2 separate regions of the Mus musculus genome follow, and region 2 is linked to region 1. A link is a contact called in public HiChIP or PLAC-seq data. All regions are on one chromosome and are shown on one strand. The core of a region is the stretch at or near the end of the contact, and the rest is flanking DNA. Distances in the headings are between cores, read along the strand shown. Region 1 overlaps Pdlim4 (PDZ and LIM domain 4). Region 2 overlaps Gm12223 (a long non-coding RNA gene).

What was found. HiChIP or PLAC-seq counts read pairs in DNA pulled down with a chosen protein or histone mark.
Region 2: an HNF4G HiChIP or PLAC-seq map of pancreatic cancer cells shows a contact between it and region 1. The contact joins two enhancer-like sites. A contact is called at or near these places in 1 of 484 Hi-C or Micro-C datasets (bone marrow-derived macrophages), 2 of 115 datasets of contacts at active chromatin or transcription factors (the SCID.adh cell line and pancreatic cancer cells) and 2 of 9 other capture datasets (adipose tissue and pancreatic islet).

The regions. Positions count from the first base shown.
Region 1 is chr11:54,048,737-54,056,470 of GRCm38.p6, reverse strand. It overlaps Pdlim4 (PDZ and LIM domain 4), which reads left to right. Exons shown (of 7, transcript NM_019417.3): 4 at 147-328; 5 at 518-681; 6 at 997-1,114; 7 at 1,232-1,543. The coding sequence ends at 1,436. Among named protein-coding and RNA genes, the nearest start is that of Pdlim4, 16 kb to the left of the region's middle. Within about 2 kb of position 2,025, at least 13 of the 459 cell types and tissues checked have an H3K27ac peak or open chromatin away from gene starts, as enhancers often do. A contact at or near this core is called in pancreatic cancer cells, where this site is marked.
Region 2 is chr11:54,178,834-54,185,574 of GRCm38.p6, reverse strand. The region is part of intron 3 of Gm12223 (a long non-coding RNA gene); the gene reads right to left. The region is part of intron 2 of 4933405E24Rik (RIKEN cDNA 4933405E24 gene); the gene reads left to right. Among named protein-coding and RNA genes, the nearest start is that of 4933405E24Rik, 31 kb to the left of the region's middle. Within about 2 kb of position 3,719, at least 46 of the 459 cell types and tissues checked have an H3K27ac peak or open chromatin away from gene starts, as enhancers often do. A contact at or near this core is called in pancreatic cancer cells, where this site is marked.

The sequences.
Region 1 (7,734 bases), core at 776-3,275:
TCCTATTCGTATTCCAACCATGGACCCTTTTGCCGGCTGGGCAAATAGCCTGGAAATGTCAGAACAGAGGTAGCTAGCCAACACAGTCAATAGGAGGGGTCAAAGGTCAGAGGGCCTCCTAGTGCCTCCAGATCTTGCTCTTACAGGACTGCAGTCCAGCCACCAGCAGGCGCTCCTCAGTCTCTGGGATTAGTCTGGAGGACAACAGATCGGGCCTGGGATCTCCATATGGTCAGCCACCTCGCCTTCCAGTCCCTCACAATGGCAGCAGCAACGAGGCCACCCTGCCAGCCCAGATGAGCGCTCTGCATGTGTCTCCACCCACCAGGTAGGACAGAGGCCGGGCCTTTGAAGTCACACCCAGATCAATCTTAATCCTTCAAATCTCTACAGTTCCTTCCTGGCCCTTGTCGTTTGATCTAAGAGCCTCAACTCACATAGTTATAGTTTGACTTAGAAGGCTGCCAGGCCCAAGGCTGGAATTACCATGCTGGCTTTCCATCTCTCCCCTTCCCAGTGCCGACACAGCCAGGGTTCTCCCTCGGAACCGGGACTGCAGGGTAGACCTGGGTTCAGAGGTATACAGGATGTTAAGGGAGCCAGCAGAGCCCACAGCCTCGGAGCCGAAACAGTCAGGATCCTTCCGCTACCTGCAGGGCATGCTAGAGGCTGGCGAGGGCGGTAAGACTCCCAACACCTTACCTCCCCTGCCTCCCCTCCCCCTACCGTGCCCAGTTTACCCTTCACCTTCCAACACCACCCAATCCACACCTTCTAGCCATCCACCCCCTCTTCAAATCCCTCTGTGCCTTACTGTGACTGTGCTCTCACCCTCCCGATTCCCACTCCACCACCCACGTGACTCTCCTTTACCTCATACAAACCAAGAACTTGTCCTCTAAGCTTCTGGTCATCGTGTTCCAGAAGCAACATCCTGCTGAAGTAGGGTTCTTATCTCACCTACCCCATCCATACCACCTGCCCTCTGGATTTCAGGGGATCGGCCTGGGTCTGGTGGTCCCCGGAACCTCAAACCAGCAGCCAGCAAGCTCGGTGCTCCACTGAGTGGCCTGCAGGGGCTACCAGAGTGCACGCGCTGCGGCCACGGGATCGTGTGAGTACCCAGTCTGCCCACCTGCACCCCCACGACCCCACTTCTGTTTTCCAAGGCCATGGGTAGAGGCTTGTCCTAGAATCTGTCAGTCACCTGTCCCTCTGTCCTCCACAACAGGGGAACCATTGTCAAGGCGAGAGACAAGCTCTACCATCCGGAGTGCTTCATGTGCAGCGACTGCGGCCTGAATCTCAAACAGCGTGGGTACTTCTTCCTAGATGAACGGCTGTACTGTGAGAATCACGCCAAGGCTCGAGTCAAGCCGCCGGAGGGATATGATGTGGTGGCTGTATACCCCAATGCTAAGGTGGAACTTGTCTGAGCTGGAAAATCTTGTCTTGCCTCTGCTTCACTTAATGTTCCCTCATGGCCTGTGTAAATATATGTCCTCCTGGCCTTTCTAATAAAGTCCTTCTGCTTGCTCTGGAACTAGCTAGTGTCTGGCCTGATAACCTCCAGTGCAGGCCATAGCTCCAATGTGTTGTAAGATCGGTTCAGGTGTCAGGCCTGTTCTAGACATTAGATTCAGTGGTGAGCCAGACAGCTCTCATGTTGTTCCCACAGCCTGAGTTGGATGGCAGAGTAAGCCATAAGGGATAGTGTCGTTAATACTATGGTCTGCTGCTGTAGTGTAACAAGGAGCCTGGCCTGGGTGAGGTCAGGAAAGCTGAGAATCAAGAGACGGAGGGAGGCAAGAGATCTCTATAGAATCAAGACCTATGCAAAAAAAAAAAAAAAAAAAAAAAAAAGCATGGACCATGACAGCCCTGGTGTGCCCGTTGTCCGCATGAGTGGCCAGGGGTGGTCCCTAGCCTGCATGGGTGGTGCCCCCTTCCTGGTACTCTCTTCCTAAGTCGCTCTCTGTCCATACACTCTATTTTTCTTCTCCTCTTCCTTCCTCCTCCCACTAGGGGGCAAGCTTGACTTTTTCTTGAGACAAAAGTCAGCGCTTTAGAACTAACACTGCCTTTCCCTCTAAGAAGCTTGGTCCTTTTCCCCCACCTGCAGTAGAAATTCTACACTCCTTGGATGCGCCCCAGTTCACTCGAAGTGAGGTCTGCCTTGTACCTTTTGGTTACATAAACCTATTCAGACTCTCACTTTTAAAACTATAAAAGTTACCGGGTTGATGAATGACTGTTGATCGCCATGTTCCGCACAGTCTGGGGAATAAGCTACCATTTCGGTTTTATTAAACATGCAGTAAGGTAAATTTAAAAGAATAAGTGGCAGATGGGTGGATGGATGGATGGATGGATGGATGGTTAGAAGCAAAACAGAACCAACTTGGCCTCAAAATGTCCAATAGGAATCGACTAGGGAAGCCCTTTTAAGGCAGTCAGTTGGAGTTTCTAATGAAGAGAATTCCCTCCGGTGAGGATTCCCAATAAAAGGACAAATAGCAACAGATAGAGATGACATCATCAAACAGACAGCCACAACACCCAGCCGAAACTGACTGGGGAAGCTGAGGCAGCAATTAAAATTTCTGAGTAAACTTTCTGAGCTTCGGCGCTTCCTGATTCAGGCCCTTTCATATCATGGGATAAACAGTAGTAATGTCTGGTCTGTACTGCTAGCCACTCTCACCTCTCTGTCCCAGAGTTAGAGGGGCAGCCCATTCACAGGCTGGCATGGGGCCTTAGAAGGTACTTTGACGGGTCTGGAGAGATGGCTCAGTGATTAAGAGAACTGGCTACTCTTCCAGAGGTCCTGGACACAGCTCACAACCATCTGCAACTCCAGTTCCAGAGGAGCTGATGCCCTCACACAGACATGCAAGCCAAACACCAAGTTGGAGTCTCTGAAATGGTGGGGAGGAGAGCAACCCTTATTACCCTGCTTCCAGAGTCGGCTTCTCGATGAACTCAAACAGCACATAGCGCTGTACCACTACGACATGCATTTCGAACCCACAGCTGTCCAGGATCCTAAATCTGTGGACCTACCCCACTGCTTGCTCTGGGTGAGAAACCACCTCGGCTCATTTGTTCAATGAGCCTGAATAATGTCCATTTGTGCTGTGTATTCTGGGCTACCAGAAGGCTGCTATCAGCTCACATTCTAACCATCTGCATTCAACAAGACCCACCCACTTCCTCCCTCTCTCCGACACTGAAAGTTTCCACACATTATTTTTGGTAAATAAGATTTACTGTGTGTTGGCTGCGTGTCCAGTCCTGAAATGACAGCGAGAAACAGTGTCTTTCCCCTCAGTCCCTTACAGAAGTTCTCATAGGAATTACCCTAAAATTTTTGACCACTTACCCCAGATTTACTTAACTTCTTATTAATAACTGATAGGAATTTTCCATACCTCACCTTGTATGTATGTGCGTAATATTAGCTTTTGTCCCTGAGTGTGCACAGGTATGTGGAGACCAGCGGCTGATGTTGGGTGCCATCCTCTGTTGCTCTTCCAACGTAAGTTCTGAGACAGGGCTTCTCACTGGTTCAGTGAGGCCAGGTTGCAGGTCAGCTCCCGGACTTCTCCTCTCCCCAGCTCCCCAGCACTGAGATTATAGTGTGTGCCACCACGCAGGGCTTTTTACATAGGTGTTGGGGACCTGAACTCAGGTCCCCTTCACCAAGTGAGCACCTCCCCAACTGCTTTTATAAGATTCTTTGAGCTGGATTTTATTCCCCCGATCCATTTGCTGTTCCCCTGACATCGAGTGGCTTTAATGATGACTGTGTTGGAGTTTAGAGGTTAATCGTTCCACCTCATTCTTCTTTCACAAACATGTCAGAGGTGTTCTCAACCATTTCCAGTAGTCAGTGACTAGGTGTGTTGAGCTCTGGAAAATAAACATCTCTGAACCGTGGCTGGGGTGCTCCCTGGATCTAGAGAGAGAGCTGCCACAGAGGACTTTCCTCCAAAGACCCCCTTCCCATCCCCGGAAAGTGGGTAGCTCTATCTCTGTGGCCTCCACCCCATTCTTTCTATTCAGGTGCCTTGGGGACTACCTGCTTTCTCCTTGAGCCAAGTCTGGAGCTACCTCTGTCCTACCCAGACCCCAGAGAGTGTGGGGGCTCTAGGGTCAGAACCTACTCTATCTAGCACATACATGTGTGCTTTTACATGCATGGGCAATCATTCAGGGGGTGCATGCATGTGTGTGTGCGTGTGTACACTCACACACACACACATGCACATGCGCACACACACACACACACACACACTCCTTTTCCCTCCGCCGTCTCTATCCTCACTTCAATTGCTATAAGCTTTCTCTGGGAAGTAAGTCCTGGAAAACAGCTGCCCAGTTCCTGCATCCCCGACCTCAGTTCATGCATTCACCTAAGCATTGACCAGATGTGTTACTAGGAAAACATTCTGAACAACCAGGACATAAAAACTGGGCCTGGAGGTGTAGCTTCACCAGCCGGGTACTTGCCTAGCAGGTACAAAATCCTGGGTTCAATTCCCAGCACTGCATAAAATGGGAGTGATGGTTCACACCTGTAATTCCTGGATGGGGTGGGACTTGGGGGAGAGAATGCTGGTAGAATTAGATGCTCAGGGCCATCCTTGGCTATGTAGCAAGTTCTAGGCCAACCTGGGCTATGGTAAGATCATATCTCACACACACCCCAAAGTATAAACCATGAACAGTAGTATGAAGAAAATGAGGTTGCTCAATGGAAATTTCGATCATTTGTTTTATCTGAGGCTTCTGGAAAGCCCTCACAGAACAGGTGACAGGAGCGGGCACCTGAGGTGATGGTGAGCACCTGCTGGCCAGCTGGGGAAAGTCACATGCTGTTGGAAGGAGCAGAAAATGCAACTTCCCATAGGGCTGGGAAGAGGCTGTACTCTCGGGTCCTAAGAAGAGTGAGCGGTGTCTGGAGAGGTGTGAGTGAGGGGACTGAACAGTGGGTGAGGTCAGGCCCATGTGGGGTGGATATCTGTGTTGGCTGTGTTGACCTTGTAGACACAGGAAAGGATTTTGGCTTGTACCCCAGAGGGCTGGCATCATTGGACTTACGGTTTAAACAGGATGGTTCTGGCTGCTGCGGGAAGACTCTACTGTAAGGGGCAAAGGTGGGAGCAGGAAGCATGACTGTGTCCATCCCTGACTAATTGCTAACTAGCCCACATCCCTCCACCTCCGGAGCTACCCCAGTTGAGGTCCTCTGCATGACCTACCCAGGCTGGCCTCCCTGTCTCCATGAATAACAACGGGACGTTTGAAAATGACAGTGCTCTGATACTTCTGTCTTAAATCTTCCATAGTTCCTCATTGCTCATTGACAACCTAAAGCCCCAATCCCTACTCAAAAGACCTCCCTACTCACACCCCTAGAACCCCAATGACCTATCTGTGTGCTCAGCCTCAAGCTCCCTACAGATTCTCCCATGCTTCCTTGATCTTCCTCCTGCTTCTCTGAATGACCAGCAAGTTTTATCTCCCCTTACTCCCCAAGAACCAAAGAAAGGGGTGAGGGCAGAAAGTACCCAACACTTCCATGTGCTAGCATCCTTCAAAAAAGGACCCTGCCAGGCTGGCTGGCCTTCATAAGACATGCTGTGTAGCCAAGGGTGACCTTGAACTCCTGATCCACTTGAGTCCGATGCTGGGGTTACAGCCATGTACCACCACAACCAGCTTCCTCCAAGTTACTTAATGGAATCAGAGCCTATAAAATGCTTGAGGGTAGTCAAAAGGTGTCTGTATTAAGCAAGAATTGTCCTATATCCTTTGCCACTATGGAGAGCTGTGTCTGGGTCCCCAACAATATCAGATATCTTCACTAGTGTCTGACCTGGACCCATTTGGGGGCTATAAGACTGAGGCCTCAGTGGTTCCCTACAGGGCCCAGGGTTAGCCTCAGCCATGTGCACTAAGAACCCCCACTATCCAGGCAGCCAGTGAGTCCATCTGTCTCCCCAGCCACTAGAAGACTGGGACTCAAAGGCACTCCCACTCTGCACCAGCTTTTTTACTGGCAGAAGCATCAGTGGGTGGGCAGACACTCTGCTGCTTTCTGGGTTGTTTCTCTCCTATAGGCACACAGGAAGCCAGCACCCAGCCAGACTTGGAGGGAGGAATTATACCGAATGGTACCTTTAATGGAGCTGATATGCCTCAGGCCCTCCAGCCCTCCCTGTTTAGTCGATATCATCCTTCTATATTCCCTGCATCAACTTAAAAGGAAGCAAGACAATCCTTGTCTTGTGTACGAGCTCAGAAAAGGCTGATGGACTTGCCCTGGTGCCACTCTCTTCCAGCTAATCTCAGCAGCAAGGACAAATAGGACAATTATTTGTTTCCTCCCTTAAGAGTGATACATGCTCCACCAACATCCTAGTGGCTCTGACCAGCCTGCTTCAAATGGGAGATGATCTGTCTCTGATTAGCAAGAGCAGCAGAATAGCTCAGCGCCCAGACTCTCTGACTGATTCAACACAGACCTGGACCCCCAACCTGCCCAGAACACAGAACAGTGGAAGCTAGGCCTGAGTCAGAGGTGAGGTCTTATATCAGTCAGTATTCAGCTGCTATGCCAAAATACTGGAAATACAAACTTAAAAGGCAGGGAATATTTCTTTTGCTTCATAGTTCCTATCCATGGTTGGTTGGCTCCACTGTTTGGGGCCTGTGGCAGCACTGTGGATCATGGCTGAGTAATGGAGGAGGCCTGGTCACTTTTTGGTGTCGGGGATGGGGGGAACACAGAGAAACTGGGTCCCAAAATTCCCTTCAAATGCATGCCCCCAGTGAGCTAAGGTCTTCCTTCCCACCTCCTAAAGGTTTCACTCCATCCTAAGAGACAGATAGCTTTGTGATTAAAATCAATGGCTGTTCTTCCAAAGGCCCCAGCACCCACATGGCATCTCACAGTTGTCTGTAACTGATACCAGGGTGCTCAATGCCTTCTTCTGGCCTTTGTGAGCATCAGACACTCACTTGGTGCAAAGACATATATGCAGGCAGAACATGCGTGCACGTAAAATAATAATTTCTAAAATTAAAAAAAAAAAAAAAGAATCTCACTATGCAGCCCAGGTCGACCTGGAATTCTCTAGATAGCCTGGAGTTACAGGAATGTGTCACCATGACAGGCTCCTTTCTTGTAGTATATACTATATTTTATACTACGCATGCTTGGAAAAATACCTGTTCCAGAGAGCTTCCCCATATGAATAATGTTCAGGCTCCCTGGATAAAATTTCGGCAACTCCCAGGAGGGTGTCCCCGGGGCATTAACTCTGCCGGCCGCAGGTGACAAATCTCCCTAAGGTTAACTTCTGGACATGTTTATTTTGCTCCAGAATCAACAAGATGTGAACAAAATGACATCCTAGGTGTGACATTACCTTTTCAAGGCTGTCTTAGTTAGGGTTTCTATGACTGTGAAGAGACACCATAGCCACAGCAACTCTTATAAAGGGAAACATTAAACTGGGGCTGGCTTACAATTCAGAGGTCTAGCCCATCATCATCATGACAGAAAGCATGGTGGCACACAGGCAGACATGGTATTGTCAAGGTAGCTGACAGTTCTACATCTGGATTTGCAGTCAGCAGGAGAGAGAGTGAGCCATGAGGCCTGGCTTGAGCTTCTGAGATCTCAAACCCCAATCCTGGTGACACTCTTTCTCTAACAAGGTCACA
Region 2 (6,741 bases), core at 2,470-4,969, 130 kb before region 1:
TATGTGACAAGCTTGAGTCTCACAGTTCTGTAGATCATGGAGTCTGTTGATTCAGTGTCTGGCCATCTTGCTACAGGGCACTCATGTGATGGGAAGGTAGTAAAAGCCAGTCTTACTCCCCCAAGCCCTTTTATAAAGCAGGAAATCCATCCAGGAGTATGGAGCCACCGCCAAAGACCCTGACTCCTGATACCATTGCCTCAGAGGTGACAAGCTCCAACACAGAAATTCCAGAGGGAAGGGAAACATGCAGGCCTGGGCAGACCCACCAGCAATGAACAGTAGACATTTGAAGTTAGAAAACAATTCCATTTTAAGTAGTATACCCAAAAGGCAGACAAGATGATTGAGCAGGTAAAGGTACTTGCTACCAAGCCTGAGTTGTTGGTCTCAGAACCAAATGGTAGAAAGAGAGAGCTAACTCTAGCTGTCCTCTGATCCCCTAATGGTCTTATGGCCTTTGTGGCACAGTCATGCCCCTGCCCCACTGCCCCACATATACAAAAATAATAAAATGAAAAAAAAGTTATCAAAAAGAACAACATCTGATACACATATCCTGAAAGGAAGCAATGCCAGCTGCTAGCACCAAGCTGTGGTATGATCTGGCCACATGTTGTGCCTGCACATGGCAGTCCTGGGTAACAAGATCCACTGGCAGAAACCCATTACAATAGAATCTGAAGATACAAGGAGCATCAGGCTGAACCCTGCACAAACTCAAAATGGAAATGTGCCTAAAGAAACTATGAAAGTTCCTTGGAAGAGTTAAAAACAAAAAGTATCGCATGCCTGAGGATTTGTCAGACCCTCATAATAGAAGCACAAAATAGAGGCATGGCTGTAAAGAAAGTGGAAAATACAAACGTGAAAAAGACAATCCCCAGAAATCTATGACACTGTGACACGAAGCAATGGGGAACTAGCCACACTGCATCCTAATTCAGAACCAGAGGAGAAAGAGGGAGGGAGGGGGAAGTAAGGGAAGGAGGGAGAGGAGGAAGAGGAAAGGAAAGAGGAGTAAGGGGAAGAGGAGAGGATGATAGAGAGGAGTTGGAAGAAGAAGATGAGGAGGGAAAATGAAGGACAGGGAGGAGAAAGAGGAGTAAAAAGAGAAAGAGGAGGAGAAGCGGGTGCTGCAGGGAGAGGAGGAAGGAAATGGTGAGCACCTCTGGGCCTGATGCAGAAGTTGACGAATGCATTGAGGGTCTTAAAGAAACAAGACTGTGGAGATGCCAAGCAATGAGGGAAAACACAGATAAGTAAACTAAAACCCTGAAGACTTAGCAAGGATTTCTCTGCAAAGGGAACCAGTGTGTGAGCCTTGATGAGGAGGAGCTGACTGCCACAGTGGATGGTGTTAGTCAGGGATGCTATTCTGCTGCCTTTTAGTAAGAAACACTACTTCCAGGGCCTGGGAGATGGCTTGGTTCATGAAGCTCTCTCAGTGGAAGCATGGTGAAGAGTTTCAGTCCCCGGCATTTATATGTAAGAAGCCAGGTGTGGTGGCTCATACCTGTCATCCCAGCGCTGTAGGCAGAGACCGGCAGCTAGGTTGACCAGGAATATACTCTTTCAGGCTTTTCTGCTTTCAGAGCTGCAATGTAGGACTTTTCCAGATCACAGTATGCAAAGCCCTCAGACACGGAAGGCCACTTGGAGGGAAATTTCAGGAAAGACTAAAGCCCTGAATGCACTAGGTTTGAAAGTACAAGACCAATAACAACAACAGGTTACTAAAGAAACTTAGAGTTGACTATTCTGCCATTGGTGGAATGGCGGTGAGGTAGAATTCAGCTCAGCCGTGGGAATAGTAAGATACTGTTGCACATGACATTCCTGTGTGCGGGATTTGTTTCTGCTGCATTTTATTATTCCCATGCACAGGGGAGGTCAATAGCTCGGAGTGGGATGAACAGGGATATACAGAACGGATGTTTGAGGAGGAGATTTAATTTTTTTTTTAGTCAAAGGGCGTGAAAGATGACTCAGTGGTTAAGAGCACTTGTTGCTCTTGCAGAAGACATAGGTACAATTCCCAGCACTCTCATGGAGGCTCACAACTGCCCATAACTCCAGTGCCCTCTTCTAGTCTCCACGAGCACTTCATGCACATGGAACACATACTTACATGCAGGCAAAACACTCATAGACATAAAATTACATGCACACACACACATGCGCACACACATGCACACATATACACACACACACGCACACATACACACATATGTGCACACACTCACATACACACACACACACACACATACACACACACAGACACACACACATGAATTGACTGGAGCTGGCACCCATTAATAATCAGTCATTATTGACCATTATAAAACATGTGGGGGAAAAAAACCCAACCTTTTATGTGTCAGAGAAAATCATCAGGAAAGGATTCAGCACAGAGGAAGAGCACTGTACCACCAACAACAACCCACATACTGCCAACCTCCCACGTACTGCCAAACCCCCACGTAGCAAGGGCTCTGAGTAGTTATTTTTCAAAGATATACAAGTGACCAATAAGTACATGAAAAGATACTCAGCCCTCTTAACCATCAGGAAAATATAAATCTAAACCGCAGGATACAGGATGAAGCAGGGGCTGGAGACACGGCTTAACATTAAAAGTACTGCTTCGCTTGCAGAAGACCCAAGTTCAGTTCCCAACACCCACTCATGTAAGGCAGTTTACAACTGCCTACAACGCCTGCTCCAGGTGATCTGATGCCTCTTCTGGCCTCTGTGAACTTTGCACGCATGTGTGCATCCCTTCACAGACATACACATACACAAACACATACACATACACATACACATACACATACACATACACATACACATACACATACACATACACATACACATACACATACACATAGTTTTTTAAGAAATAATAAAATTACATAGCAGGAGAGTGTTGGTAAGAACAGGAGGAAGTAGGAACATTTAAACATTAAGATGAAACTTCTAGTCGGTTAGATGAAAGAGACCCTTGAACAGATAATATCATCAGAGAAAGCCACCAGCTACCTACCAAGTTAAACAGGACCTCTTCCACCTAGAAATAGAACTTCATGTTGACTAAGATCAATTTCCCCAGATCCTTGGCCAATACTAATACCCAAAAGGAGAGTCAAATTGAGACTTTCACTAAGCAAAATGCACAGGGAAATGGGAAAAATGACCAAAGCAACTGCTGATTTAATTATATCATCCATTGCCAGTGAACTGGTCACTTGACAGGGTAAAGGAATGGTTTCTTGAAGCTTTGGGTAAGATATCAGCTTGAAGATTGTGTTCTGCAAAGTCAGGATCCTCTTCTAGGCTGCATCATACATCCCAAACCAATAAGCATAGCATGAAGAATGCATGGGTCTGGAAACTGATGAGTGGAAATAGAAATGACCCCTCTGTGTGCTGGAGTGACTCATCGGAAGAGTGTTTCCTCTCCCTCCATCGCTAGACAAATGCACTAGCTAAGGGTAGCCATCTAACCATGCATGGGTGTTTACCCTTAGGTGTAATTAAAGATTCAGTTCCTCATTCATACTTGGCACATTTCAAGCGTTCAATGGCCATATGAAAAAGTAGCAAGAATGTTGGACAGCGCAGAAGATTTCCATTGTTGCAAAACATCCTACCAGACTGCACTGTTCTACCGGCCTGGATCCCAGAGGGAAATGCTTGCATCAGAGGAGCCTGACTGGGACTTCTCAGCGGAATTTAAACTATGCCTATTGCCCTGTCACGTTGAGCTCCTCATGTTTGCAGACCAGCAGGAAACACAGAATCGCTGCTGCCAAAAGTCCTCAGTTCTAACCAAGAGGCGATCATGATTTTGTTACATAGTGACAGGGTAGAGTGTGGCTTTAGGTGACTTACCGGGGACTCATAGAACTCCCTGCAAAACTTTAGTAGCAAGTGAGCAAGTGTGTTGCTCATGCTTTCAGAAGACATTATTGAATGGGGCTCAGAATCCTTAAAGATGGTTTGGGTCAGGTACCCTAATGAGTGGATCCCTGAGACTCAAAGTCCAAATAGATAGATTGTGGTACTTCGATTACTGCTCCAAAGTCCATGGAACTCCGATACATCTGAAACTCCCAACTTCAAAAAAATAGGTGATTAGGATTTTCTTTGGAGCTGAGATAAAAGGATGGACCATCTAGAGACTGCCGCACCCGGGGATCCATCCCATAATCAGCCTCTAAATGCAGACACCATTGCATACGCCAGCAAGATTTTGCTGAAAGGACCCTGATATAGCTGTCTCTTGTGAGGCTATGTCGGTGCCTGGCAAACACAGAAGTGGATGCTCACAGTCAGCTATTGAATGGAACACAGGGTCCCCAATGGAGGAGCTAGAGAAAGTACCCAAGGAGCTAAAGGGGTCTGCAACCCTATAGGTGGAACAACAATATGAACTAACCAGTACCCCCGGGAGCTCGTGTCTCTAGCTGCATATGTAGCAGAAGATGGCCTAGTCAGCCATCATTGGAAAGAGAGGCCCCTTGGTCTTGCAAACTTTATATGCCTCAGTACAGGGGAACACCAGGGCCAAAAAGTGGGAATGGGTGGGTAGGGGAGTTGGGGGGGGAGGATATGGGGGGGCTTTTGGGATAGCATTGGAAATGTAAATGAAGAAAATACCTAATTTTAAAAAAAGAGCATTCATATAAAAAAAGAAAAAAAAGACACTGTGTAGATATTGGAAACTGTATGTAGTATAGAAACTTTTATGTGTACATATACATAGTCTGAATATATTTCTTCACAGTTACACAACTATGACAAAATTGAATTTATAATGAACTCAGTAATTAATATAAAATGGTTAATAATTTTAAAATATAATAAGAATATATAAGTATACTATTAAAATTAACATAAATTTTTAAAAAAGGATTTTCTATTGTTTTGTTCCTGCAACTATGGAGAAGATATGTAGCTAAATATGCAATATTTAATATGAATATATAACTAAAGCAGGAAGGGCTGCTTCCAAACATTATGTTGATCAGGCTTTGCCTTCCTCATGCTTTTGTGCCTGATTGACATCCAGCCTAGGACACTCACAGTCTAGACCTTTCACAAGTGGGCTCCTTACCATTCTAGTGCTGTCATCTTCTCAGTATTTCCTATAATTTGTGTGTGTGCAAGTGTGTATGCATGTGTTCACATGTACATGGGTCCACATACATGTGCAATGCATGTACATGGAGAGAACCGATGTGAACCTCAGGTATCACTCAGGGGCTGTCCACCTTACGTTTTAAATTTATTTTATTTTTAATTATGTGGGGGAGGGTTGCACACAGTGGCATCTGATCCCCCTGAAGCTGGAGTTACAGGCACTTGCTATGTGTCTGCCATGGACACTGGGGACTAAACTTGGGTCCTTTACAAGAGCAGTCAGTGCCTGCTCTTAGCTGCTAAGCCATCTTAACACACACACACACACACACACACACACACACACACACACACACACACACACACACCTGATTCCTCACTGGGGCCTGGAGCGCATGAATTCAGCTAGGCTGCCTGGCCACTGAGCTCCAGGGATTTACCAATCTCTGCCTCCCCGGAACCAAGGTTATAGATATGTGCTGCCAACCAGGTTTTTATACAGGGCTAGAAGTAGAGTCTTCCTGCTTGCATTTCTCTCTAAGTCCCTCCAATTGGCATCTTTTAGAATGAGTTTTATCTCTAACAAACTTCTCCTCCATAGCTTTCTTCAAATCATTCTAACTACTGCCTTTACTCCGATTCTTAAATAGGTAAAATTTTATTAATTATTCATAATTACTACTAGAATTTAATCTCCAGACAGGCTGTAACTTTGGTGGCTCTTCACTGTAGCCTCTTCTGTCCCTACAACACTTTGCACATTGAAGGTATCAAGTATGTAATAGCTGGATGACTGTTAAGAGACAAGCAGAAGTTGGGGGTGGTTATCTCAATACGAGCAAGAGCTGAACAAGGTGGAGCATGTTTGTAACCCCTGTACTCAGGAGGCTGAAACAGGAGGATTACCATGAGTTTGAGGCCAACCTAAGCTACATAGTAAGACTCTCAAGAGAGAGAGAGAGAGAGAGAGAGAGAGAGAGAGAGAGAGAGAGAGAGAGAAGAGAAGAGAAGAGAAGAGAAGAGAAGAGAAGAGAAGAGAAGAGAAGAGAAGAGAAGAGAAGGAAAGGAGGGAAGGAAGGAAGGGAGGAAAGAAATAAAGGAGAAAAGTCAATAATGACAAAAAAAAAAAAAGCTTGAAATTGCCAAATATTTGCATCTGGCTTCTAGAAAGTTCAACCTCAGAATCAGTTTGTGGTGACGAATGCCCAGCACTTTTCACTGAATCATTTATAAAGGAAATGACAGATACTGTGATTGTTCTAAGAACATGGCAGGTGGCACAGAAGACAGACAAGTGAGCTGTAGTTAGTGTCAGCCTCCTGCCTTTGTCACCGAGTGTCACACAGCTATTCCCAAATGTCTACTATGGCAGCAGAGACTGGGCTAGATCAGGTATATTCAGTTCACAGCAGGGCACACTCTGCCTCTGTGTACCATCCCTCTCCTCTCTGTCTTCCCCCTTTGCTCCCTGAGGCCCCATGGGTGTGGCTTCAGGGCTGGTGGTTAAGAGGAGCTAACATGAAGTTTTGCTGTGGATGATCCAGACCTCAAACAAAATATTCCAGAAGCAGAACACTTATAGAGGCCCACAACACC